Linked DNA regions of Zea mays: all the other regions are linked to region 2. Evidence: chromatin contacts called from public Hi-C data. All regions are on one chromosome and are shown on one strand. The core of a region is the stretch at or near the end of the contact, and the rest is flanking DNA. Distances in the headings are between cores, read along the strand shown. Region 1 holds the start of LOC100193562 (putative protein kinase superfamily protein). Region 2 holds the start of LOC100382828. Region 3 holds the start of LOC100280776 (subtilisin-chymotrypsin inhibitor CI-1C).

Evidence for each region. Hi-C and Micro-C count contacts between places; a contact is called where the count stands out from the background.
Region 1: a Hi-C map of ear shows a contact between it and region 2, with 2.5 times the contacts expected there. The contact joins the promoter of LOC100193562 here to the promoter of LOC100382828 in region 2. A contact is called at or near these places in 3 of 25 Hi-C or Micro-C datasets (ear, leaf and tassel).
Region 3: a Hi-C map of ear shows a contact between it and region 2, with 2.2 times the contacts expected there. The contact joins the promoter of LOC100280776 here to the promoter of LOC100382828 in region 2. A contact is called at or near these places in 7 of 25 Hi-C or Micro-C datasets (ear, endosperm, leaf and 2 more).

The regions. Positions count from the first base shown.
Region 1 is chr8:95,240,656-95,244,274 of Zm-B73-REFERENCE-NAM-5.0, reverse strand. LOC100193562 (putative protein kinase superfamily protein) reads left to right here and starts at 2,286. Exons shown (of 5, transcript NM_001138671.3): 1 at 2,286-2,990. The coding sequence starts at 2,508.
Region 2 is chr8:95,430,204-95,434,124 of Zm-B73-REFERENCE-NAM-5.0, reverse strand. It overlaps LOC100382828, which reads right to left and starts at 1,344. Exons shown (of 11, transcript NM_001361684.1): 1 at 1,104-1,344; 2 at 547-713; 3 at 1-92. The coding sequence starts at 694.
Region 3 is chr8:95,678,698-95,682,279 of Zm-B73-REFERENCE-NAM-5.0, reverse strand. LOC100280776 (subtilisin-chymotrypsin inhibitor CI-1C) reads left to right here and starts at 1,893. Exons shown (of 1, transcript NM_001153698.3): 1 at 1,893-2,324. The coding sequence starts at 1,947. The coding sequence ends at 2,159.

The sequences.
Region 1 (3,619 bases), core at 1,037-3,536, 190 kb after region 2:
CCGCGAAACGAACACCAAAACTAGACGAACGCTTGCCTAGGCACATCATCGGGCAAAATAAATATGCTCCGGCATGATGCAGCAACAATATCAACTTAGGTTTTGGTTACACGCGATACATACATCAGTCTCTATATTGCTTTGAAAATAGGAGGAAGGAGCGAAACAGGAAGAGAAAAAGAGAGTAACGCCTGAATTTGGGGAATATTGGAGAAGAAAATTTATGCCCCCAAATTCAGGGCGTTACATATTGGAGAAGAAAATTTATACCCCTAAATTCAGGGTGTTACACTATGTACAGAGCAGATGGCATATTACGATGCCCCCTGATTTCGGGGGTCTTTGGTTTCGCGGGGCTAAATTTTAGTCCCATCACATCAACAATTTTACTACTAGTTAGATGTATTAAATATAATTTAATTATAAAACTAATTACATCGATAAGGAGTAAATAGTAAGATGAGTCTTTTATGTCTAATTAGTCAATGATTCGATCATTAGATGTACAATTAATATTTGCTAATCGTGGATTAATTAGGCTTAAAAATTTTATCCATTGTTTAGTCTTTAGTTGTGTAATTAATTTTGTAATTAGACTAGATTTAATACTAGTAATAGACATTCAAATATCCGATGTGACACGAGCTAAACTTTAGGTGGTGTTTGAATGAGCCATTGGCAATTTTGCCATTATCATTTGTGGGCTTGGCCAGTATGCCATCGGACCCACAAATCATAGACACAGACGGCCCCACCAGTCATAGACACAGGATGGCATAATAACAGGCAGCCAAAATTGAGAGTGGCAAAATAGCAAATTTCTCTGTTTGAATGCACTGTAGAACTAATAGTTAGATGTTAAAATTAGTTGAAGGTATCCAAAACATCTAGCTAATAGTTCAGCTATTATCTACTTTTAGCAAATTAGCTAATAGTTAGCTAGCTATTTCCACTAGCTATTTTTAGCCAATGTTTGGTAGCCCCGTCACATCTGATGTTTGACAACTAGTTAGAGGTATTAAATATAGTCTAATTATAAAATTAATTATACAGATAAAGAATACACAGTAAGACGAATCTTTTAAGTCTAATTAGTCAATGATTTGATTACGTGATGCTACAGTAAATATTTGCTAATTGTGGATTAATTAGGTTTAAAATTTTTTGTCTCTATTTCTAGTCTTTAGCTGCGTTATTAGTTTTATAATTAGACTGTATTTAATACAGTTAATAGGCATTCAAACATCCGATGTGATACTGACTAAACTTTAGTGTCTAAAACCAGTTTTGTTTTTATAGTGCTAAAGTTTAGCACGTGCTAAACTTTTGCACTTGGGAGTTGTTTGAATACAAGTACTAAACTTTAGCATATTATTCTTAATTAATGCCTAAACTAGTAGCAATACAATAGACGACGGGTGGGGAGGAGAGAGAAGGGGCATTTGGTGGGGGAGATGGAAAGAAGAGAAAAATGGGGTTGAGACCACTTTTTGCACAATTTAGCTAAAGTGCTAATAGATGCTAAACTTTAGCATAATACTTTTAGCCAATCTATTTGGTTCCCTAGGAGCTAAACTTTAGCAAAAGGTGTGATGCTAAACTTTAGCAAGGGGAAAAACATGCCTTGCTAAACTTCAGCACTTGAGGGTTGTTTGATACAAGTGTTAAACTTTACCATATTACCCTTAATTAATACTCCATCCATCCCAAAATAAAATAGGTTTTACATTTTTAGTTGATTCATACACAAATTAAGATATTTTTTTATATATGTGTCTAGATTCGTTATCATATATTTGAAAATAGACATAAAAATCAAAAACTAAAATGACTAATAATTTAGAACGAAGAAAATATCTCTTTTAAACAAGAAGTAGCTAACGAGGAGCATACGGTCGCTTGTGGGGGGAGAGAGAGCAGGGTATTCAATGAGGAAAGAGAGAAAAAGAGAGAAATATCACTGGGACTAGTTTTAGCATAGTAGTTTAGTATCTTTTGTGAAACTAAAGTATTAATAGAGTGTTTAAATGTACTAAAACTAATAATTAGTTGGATAGAAATTGTTAGTGAAATTAGCTAGCTAATAAATAGATGCCTAACTATTAATTAATTATAAAATAACTAATAGTTAAACTATTAGGTAGGGTAGGATGTTTGAATTTCTTAACTAATTTTAGTCGCTAAGTTAATTGCATTCAACACTCAAACGTACGAACACTAAACCCTAAACCAAACACGGTGCATTTTAGAAATAAAATACTGTGACTTTAGCGACGGAAACAAACAAAGCCTGTCTAGAACCAAACACCCCTCTCCACCGACTGCAAATAATCCGACTCCCACTGCTGGGTGCCCTGTCCCCTACCTCGGGTTCCGCGCAGAGGAAGGTGAGACACCAATTCCACTCCCAAACCCCACGAAAACCCTCGCCGTCTTCGTCCAAATCACTCGCTTGATCTCTCCTCTCCGAACCCGGCAACCCCTTGAACTAGGGTTCCAGCGACCCAATGACGGACGGCGACGACGAGTACAAGCGCGAGGAGTCGGTGGCCCTGCTGGTCATCGTCTTCCTCGCCGCGCTCTCGCTCCTTTCCGTCATCGCTGCCTTCGCCTACTACTGCTACATTACTCGCAAGGTCTCCCGTCGCCTCCAGGCGTTCCATATCCCCAAGCGTTCCAGCTCCCATCATACGCTTCCTCCCCGGGCCCTGCCGCCGCAGCAGCAGGGGACGGACAACCCGTCCAGTAACTCCACCAGAGATGGTGTCGGAGCGGCGGCGATGTCGGTGGTGGCTGCTGGGGAGAGGGGCGTGCAGGTGTTCAGCTACCGGCAGCTTCACGCGGCCACGGGTGGGTTTGACCGGGCGCACATGGTTGGGCAGGGCAGCTTCGGGACCGTGTACCGCGGGGTGCTCCCCGACGGGAGGAAGGTCGCGGTCAAGCTCATGGACCGCCCAGGGAAACAGGGAGAAGATGAGTTTGAGATGGAGGTAAAAACAATTATTTTTGTGCGTTTGGATCGTTGCTACTCAGCGCCGAATGCGGGTGTTTCCACGTGCTGGCTTTGGGGCTGGGACAGAATTCACCGCGTCCTGTACCGTGTTCTCACGGTTGGTAACTACTGGATCTGGCCATTGCGGTTTGGGTTTGGTGAAGCTCTGCCGTCCACATCAGTGATTATCGTTAGTGCAAATGGGTCACTGTGCGTTGGGGGTTCCCGTGGTTGTTCACTTAAAGATCATATCCTCTTTCTAAACATGGACCAGTAACAGAGTAACTTGTGGTAAGTGCGAAGTTCTCTACTGTTTACTAACTGTAAAATTTGGTCCCCACAAAATTCCTCCTGTGGAGGTGAGGTTTATGTTTAAACTTCGGCTGGATTATTTGAGATTCTCGATTGTGAGATTGTGATTATTGGCTTGTTGTGGTGTTTATTTAGTTGTAGTAATCGTAACGGTTGGTAAGCACATGTATGTGAATCACTTAGTTCTTATTAGTTGTCCATGGATAACTTTGTAGTCTTCTTGCATGAGTTGAGGGTAATGTGACCATTTTCATTAGCAAGATTTTGGTCAAATTTAAACAGATTTGGAGTGGAATGGGTGAAATTTAACTTGCC
Region 2 (3,921 bases), core at 95-2,594:
ATATGTGAACGGGCCTGGCTGTGGACCATTATGCAATGCCACTTTTACCAGCTGCATGAGGATCTTAAACTTTGAGGTTGCTTTGTTCGTACCTGAGTTAAAAGTTAACAAAAGATCAGAACCTCAGATGTCAGCATAACCAAGCATTATAAAAGCTATAAAGAAGATAATTAAGGGTTATAGCAATACTGCATTTAAAAATATATAAATTTCAGAGAACATTTTGTTTTTAAATAAACAGTAATTTATTTGTAAGCATTACTACATCAGTCAAATTTTGATAAAATTTTGTGATAGTGATAAAAAAACATATTGTGATTATTAAAAATTTTACTCTGTCCCTCCAATTACAGATTCCATAGGAACTGATAAGAAAAGCCAGTAGTTAACAATATACAAATGTAATGATTGTCTCCTTTCAGCAGCTCTTTTAGAAGATATGCTGTGAGAATTCAACTTCACAGTGAAACAAGATCAGCAGCAGAGTAGATTTCAATAGATGAAGCAATATAAATAGAGAAACATGCAATTTATTTGTAGGCGTACCATATCCATAGCAGTCCTTTAAGAGATAAATAAAAGTGGCTGCAGGGACGTGTGATAGATCAGAAAATGCATGTAAACGTATGGAGCGCTGCTCATCATGCTGATTAGTTTCAGGGCCTTCTGGAGTAACTTGTTCAAAACGACCCATGCTTCAAAGCGCAGCTAGCCTGTATAGAACAGCACAGATCTGGAATCAAACATCAAGAATGCAACTTCCTTTCCATGAAAAATATACTTATTGTGTGGCCTATGGTTCTAACGGACATGAAAGCATTGTGTATTTAATATTCATCTACTTCAAATCAACTCTAGCACATGAAAAAACTCTATTTCAGTAATATATTGGACCAAGTCTGAATTCTACTGTTGTCGATCAACACTAGCACATGAACAAAATTCAACCACATTCCAATTTACTGATCCTAATCTACTTTGTATTTGCAGTTGTGCATCAATATTTCTATTTCGCAATTTCAGCACATGAACAAAAATACAATCACTGTCTGCAGAACGAGATTGGAGATAGGAGAGCAGGAAGAACGTCAGAGGAGGCTCACTGCGGCGGCTCGGCCAGTGGTCGGTGGTCGGTGGTCGGCGGAAGGCAGTCGGCTGGACGGCTGCAGCTCCAGCGGCGCCGCGCCGTGGCCGAGGCAGATCTTGGCGGAGACTCGGAGGCGCTGCGATGACGCGTGCGGGATAGGGGCGACGTCGGCGACCTGGTCCGGTCGGACGGCAGAAGGGCGGCGGCCACAGAACGCTAGGCGCCGGTCGCTCACCTGCACTGCGGGATTACCTCACGGCCCCTATCAGAGTTATCTCAATCATTCTTAACGAAGGGCTTTCGGTTCTACCCAATCCATATGAATTGAGGTGAATTGAAGGAGTTTCAATCTCTAACAAATTAAAATTTCTCTTAATCCGTATCAATCCGCTCTAATCCATACAGATTAAAAATAACCGAACAAGCCCTTAAGGGGATGTTTAATTTTTATAATCTAATTTTTAGTTCTATTTTTTAATCTCTTTTAGTTCCTATATTACCAAACACATGAACTAAAATAGAGATAATATATTTTATAGTTTATTTTTTATATCATAAATATTATATCAAAGTACGTAAAATATCGAAGAGAGAAAGTTTTAGGAGTGTGGGATGTAAGTCGCGGTGTGTTAAATCTAGACGTGACTAGGTGTCAGCATGAGGACACTTAGGTTTGGGTCGTTGTGTGCAATACTATCCGATCTTTTGCTACTCATCGATTAATAAACAAGAAAATTACAAGCCCATGCACCACTAATCATCAAGAACTCCTAGCTCGTCCTTACTTCTTAGTTGTTGTGTGAGTTCTAATCTATTGATATTAATTCACCTTTATGTTTGTCCATTGTAGAGTGACCTAGAGAGCATACCATTCTCTAAACTTTAGAGAGTCTGGAACCTCGTCTCCCTTTTATAGTACAGGAGACGAGAGATATTACAAAGATAAATCTAGAATCCCATCTGATAAGACCTAACTATCATATTCTTATCCTGTTCCTAGAGTCGTACCATGAGCCATGCCTTCGGTCGTGGCGGTATCACGGATGTCCTTCACCAATCGGTCACCATACTTGTCGTAGGGACATGTATGATATGTCGTATTTGTGGGGAGTGGGGACTAAGGCTAGGACTGGGCAATCAGTTAATCGAAACTTTTTTGCTCAGTTTTTTGTTTTTTAAAGTTCGATTTCTAGATAATGGCAACTAAATTTTTGTTTAGAAAAGGAAAAAATCGAACCTTTGGTTAGCCATATGGTTCGGTTCGGTTTTTGGTTTAACCAAAAATCGAACTTCACGTGACAAGGTGGGACCGTGAGCAACGAGCGTGAGGCCATGATGGGATTGACCCGGTAACCCGGCTCCTAGCGGTGTGAGCGTCTAGCAGCTAGTGGGAAGTGGGATTGAGAAGGTTACATGCCCCATGACCGTGTGACCAGCCCATCGACTGGATGAAGGTGCACACATGGGTCAAAATGGGATTTTAAACTAGTGGGCTAATGGTTTAGTTTTTTCGGTTTAAACCAAACTAAAAACCGAAAACCGAACTAAATTTCGGTTTTTGAAGAATGGTAACCGAAGAATACTTCGGTTTGGCCGTTTCCGGTTTTTCGGTTTTGGTTCCGCTTTTCGGTTACGTTTTCGTTTTTCAGTCTTCGGTTTCAGTTTTTATGCATAGGTCTAACTGAGGCACATGTTATTTACTACGATGTAGCTGGCAACTTGGGTAGTGTTATGCACTCAGTACAATGCCATGATGACACGTGGCTATATGATTGATGCATCTACTGAATAGTGGTCTCAAGTACCATGTATCCCAAGTCGTGGCAATCATGCCTATTAGACCTATAATATCACATATCATACATTTTATGTGTTGTACCTAAGATTTATCTGATAAGATAGCACTGTGGACTTGTCATCAGACCTTTTGACCGACCTTAGGGTCGTATAGCCCTTGTTGGGACTTGATACATCCTTCTATCTTGTGACAGGTTTACAATTAGTTGTAACAAGTCCCTTATTCCCATGGGAGGTTTAGGGCCTGACTGCTCGCGTTACATGAGGGCAGGGACCTTAGGGACCTAGGGGGCATGAGAGGGTATGAGCTCTAAGTGTCGTTGAGTGTCTCCAACGACAGAGGCTCTAGGCACCTAACTCCATTAGTGCCTTGGGACTTCGATTATTTTAGCTAGGGATGTCTCGAAGCACTGGATCCTCCTAGACAGTAGAGTTCTTTAGGGCTTACTGCCCTGCTAGCGACTTTTAACCTAACATATTTTACTCCATAAGTGCACATAGACCCTTGTAGCTTTCCCTAGGGAGTATTCCAAGGTACCATATTATCCATGAGGAAGCATCAAGAAAGAAAATCGATTCATCATCGATCTAGCTACTACTAACTCTTTCATTCTAATTAAATGCTAGGGTACAATAATCAATCCATGTGATAAAAACACTAGGCACCACTAATGGTGAAATCAACGGCTAGCTAGAAGGACAACGAGACGATGGCTACATTGAGGATTAGCACTTTCTAAACTAAGTCGAGCCAAACAGACTAAGTTAGATTAAAGTGTTGCTCTGACATAGGTAAAGCTTTATTTAGGGGTCTATGCTTACTTCGATCACCAAGCTATAAGAGTCGCTTTTAGGCGCTAGAGTGCTAGTAAGCCAGATGAGGAAGGGGGCTTTATAGGGAATTGGTTATAGCAGCTACACAACAACCTGGATGATAGGGGTGGAATACATAGGGTACACTCACGCTATCACCAAGAGGACCTACCTAAAGCTAGGGTGTGCCCCAACTGCACACCAAGGCACTCAAATATGTGTGG
Region 3 (3,582 bases), core at 644-3,143, 250 kb before region 2:
TCTAGCTGGAATCGATATTTGGTTTGGTTCCGTCTACACTGAAGGAAACTGAACCATGTCTACGCGCTTCAAATTTCAACAGCCTTTCACTTTTTTACCATATGTGATTTCATAATGCTATTTAGTTTTTATTAGAGAAACGGATTTGTAAGCAGCAGTACATGTTTTTTTGAGTAAAATATGCAAAATATTGCTTTCTGAGTACTTAAAATGAAGCCTGGAATATTCAAATTAAACAAGCACTAAAGCTAACAAAATTGGCTCTACAGATGTGTTACAAAAGCTAATCTCAATACCGACATACCGTACACATCAGGCTGGATACTGAGATTAGAAGTTACACTAAAGTCAGCATTAGTTAATAAGTTATAGTGCATGGCAAATAGGAACCAAGCCTGAACTAATTGAAACTGGTGTATCTATGTACTCCATCCATTTGAATTTATAATTTATTTGATTTTTACATCAAATTTGACCGTCTCGTTTTATTAAAATAATCCATAGTTATTATTCATTTTTCCATGATATTGTTAAGTATACAATATACTTTAAGTATAACTTTGATTTTTTTATTTCAAAATTTGGATAAGACGAGTGAGTTAAACTTAATAAAAAGTTAAATGATTATAAATTGGGATGGTGGGAGTATTTATTAATCCCTTTCCCCCCCAAGAGAAGTACGGCGTGCAATGCCATGGGCAGCGATAGAGCTCTGGATATAAATCAAGAATCTATATAGATTGTTTTTTTTCTAGATAACTCAAAACACATACAAGAAAAATGCACTTTATGGCACTGGCCAAAGAAGAGAAAGACCTTTCTCAGTTGGAGGACATGATTAAGAAGGCTGCTTGTTCTTCTTATTAAATTTTAGTCCCTGCCACATCGAATATTTAGATGTTACTAGTTACAAGTATTAAATGTAATTTAATTACATAAATAATGATTAAATGATAAGATGAGCCTATTAAACCTAATTAGTCCATAATTCGATTATTGATGTTATGATGCTAATCATGAATTAATTAGGTTTAATAAGTTTATCTCACTATTTAGTCTTATACTGTATTTAGTTTTATAATAATTAAAGTATATTTAATATTTGCAAATGCATTCAAACATATGATACGACATAAACTAAACTCTAGGTCATGAAACCAAACACCCCTCGCCCCTACGGGTGACTTGCGCAGACCACCCTGCGGCCGCTAAAAACCCTCTAACACCTCTCCCCCGACCTCGCCACTGCTAGGGCATTTCATCGGAGCCCAGGATATATATTTTGTTTGGAATGAGCGACCATCCCTGACTTTGCTGTTCCGATTTTTGAGCTCATGGGCGGGCGTCGTCAACATCGGCAACGACGACGGAAGTGGTAGCGGCGGAGAGGATGGAGATGCAAAGAGAAACGGGAAAAGTGGTGTGTGTCCAGGAGTGGGAAAAAGAAGACGTGAGATGGCGAGAGTGAGGCGTGAAGGGCACGCGCCCGGCAAAAACTATGGTCTAGACCATAGTATCCAAGACTCTAAAAATATTGGGATTTTAGCTATACCATGGTATTTAACATGGTATTTAAAACGCTGCGGAATTCGTCGTTTGCATCGGCGCCGAAATTGCAATGCCGGCCGTGGAACTAGGACAGAACACGCAGGCCACGGAGACGGACTCGTTCCAAGCCGGCCGCATCCGACACCCACAAGGCGCAGAACCCAGAAAAAAAAAAGAAGAAGCGAAGCGAGAGATGCCAAGGGTGTGGTTTGGTTTGCTTGCACCAAATGTCAGCTTGAATTCGAAGCCAAATGACGCAAAGGCATCCCGCATCCCATGTGAACGATGCCTGGTCTCTTCTGGTTCCCATCTATATATATAGCAAGCTATCCATGCGCAAAACCAAAGAGGATCGATCCATCAGCTAGCTATCCATTGGACGCAGTCCGTGAGTGAAAATGAGCCATAGCCATAGCACTAAGACATCGTGGCCGGAGGTGGAGGGGATGCCTGCTGAGGTGGCGAAGCGCAAGATCCAGGAGGACCGCCCGGACATCCAGGTGATCCTTGTGCCTGTCGACTCCGCCGTGACCGATGACTTCAACACCAAGCGCGTCCGCGTCTTCTTCGACAAGGCCGGCAACGTGGCACAAGTCCCCAAGATCGGCTAGGGCAAATAGTGTCGTTACTTCAGTTCTATCCAGTCGAAGCTCATCTTAGTTGTATGCGGTGTTATATACAGTATTATGCACTCGTATTTTAACTTTCAAGATGCAGCTTTACGACCATATTATTCAAAAACGGCCGAGTTATATATAACCCGTATATATTTGGGAGTACTTCTATCCGAATAAATTCTCTTGAAATTCTTTTGAGTAAGCAAGGGCGGAGCCAAGGAAAAAAACTAGGAGGGATCATCAAATTAAACCGCTATAGTATATGAGTCTCTTCTACATTATATCATGTATATTTTAAATTTTAGAGGATGTTTTAGTAGAGCTTCATAGACTCAGGATGCAGGAGCCATAGAGGGCTCGAGCCTCGGGTGTCGCCGTTGCTTCCGCAGGACCAATTTATCTTAGGGCTAGTTTGGAAACTCAAATCCCCTTCGAGATTGGAGAGGAAATTAGTTCATTTCCACCCCAATCCCCTCCAATTTCGAAGGGGATTTGAGGTTCCCAAAGTAGCCATAAGAGTAACTCCAAAAGGATGTTAAAAATTTTACCCTAAAAATTGATTATTAAGAGCAATCTAAAAAAATTTAAGAGTGAATTATGATGGGTACTCAAACAGTTTCTTTAAATGTGACATGTGGCACAATCTGTACAGTCGTCGGGAGACCGTGGATGATCTGATACGTTGAGGAATGGATTGGGGAGGGATAGAACACACCAAAATATGAGGGAGAAGAGGCTGTGGATGCGGGACGCTAATTTTTTGGGGGAAGAATGAGTGAGCTGTTGGAATAAGAAAAACCACTATTCTTGACTAATATCTATTTTAGGGTTAGTTTATACGTTCTTTTGGAGTTGCTCTAACTAGTAATTTGTTGGTTTATAAATCCACGTTGAATTCCAATACCACACTACACATACACGTATTAACTGTCAAAGCGACATAAAATACCTCATCCCCTTATATGGTCATCCAACACCAAAACCAATATAGAAATGATTTAAATCACATTTTTCTTTCAATCTCCACCTTTTTGGTGATTGATGCCAACACAACCAAAACAAATATGAAACATTTATAAATTGAAACTTGTTTGCTAAGGATCATATGTTCATAAAATCTTTACAACTAATTAAGTACTCAGTGTAGGCGTCCACATGCGCGTGTTCTGCCTCCAGAAATCTTGGTGTGCAGACTCTCCATCCCGCCGCCGCCTCCCTACGTCCGCCTGCCTAACCCCGCCGCGAATATCCACGCCCGCCGCTACCGCTCTGCACGCCCGCCGCGAATCTCGCCGCGCGAACCGCCCGCCCGCCCGCCCGCCAGCCAGCCGCTCCGCACGCCCGCAACGCCCGCCGCCCAGCCGCCGCAGGAGGATCGCCCTCCTCCCGTCGTGCTTCTCTGGCCCCAGCAATGGCG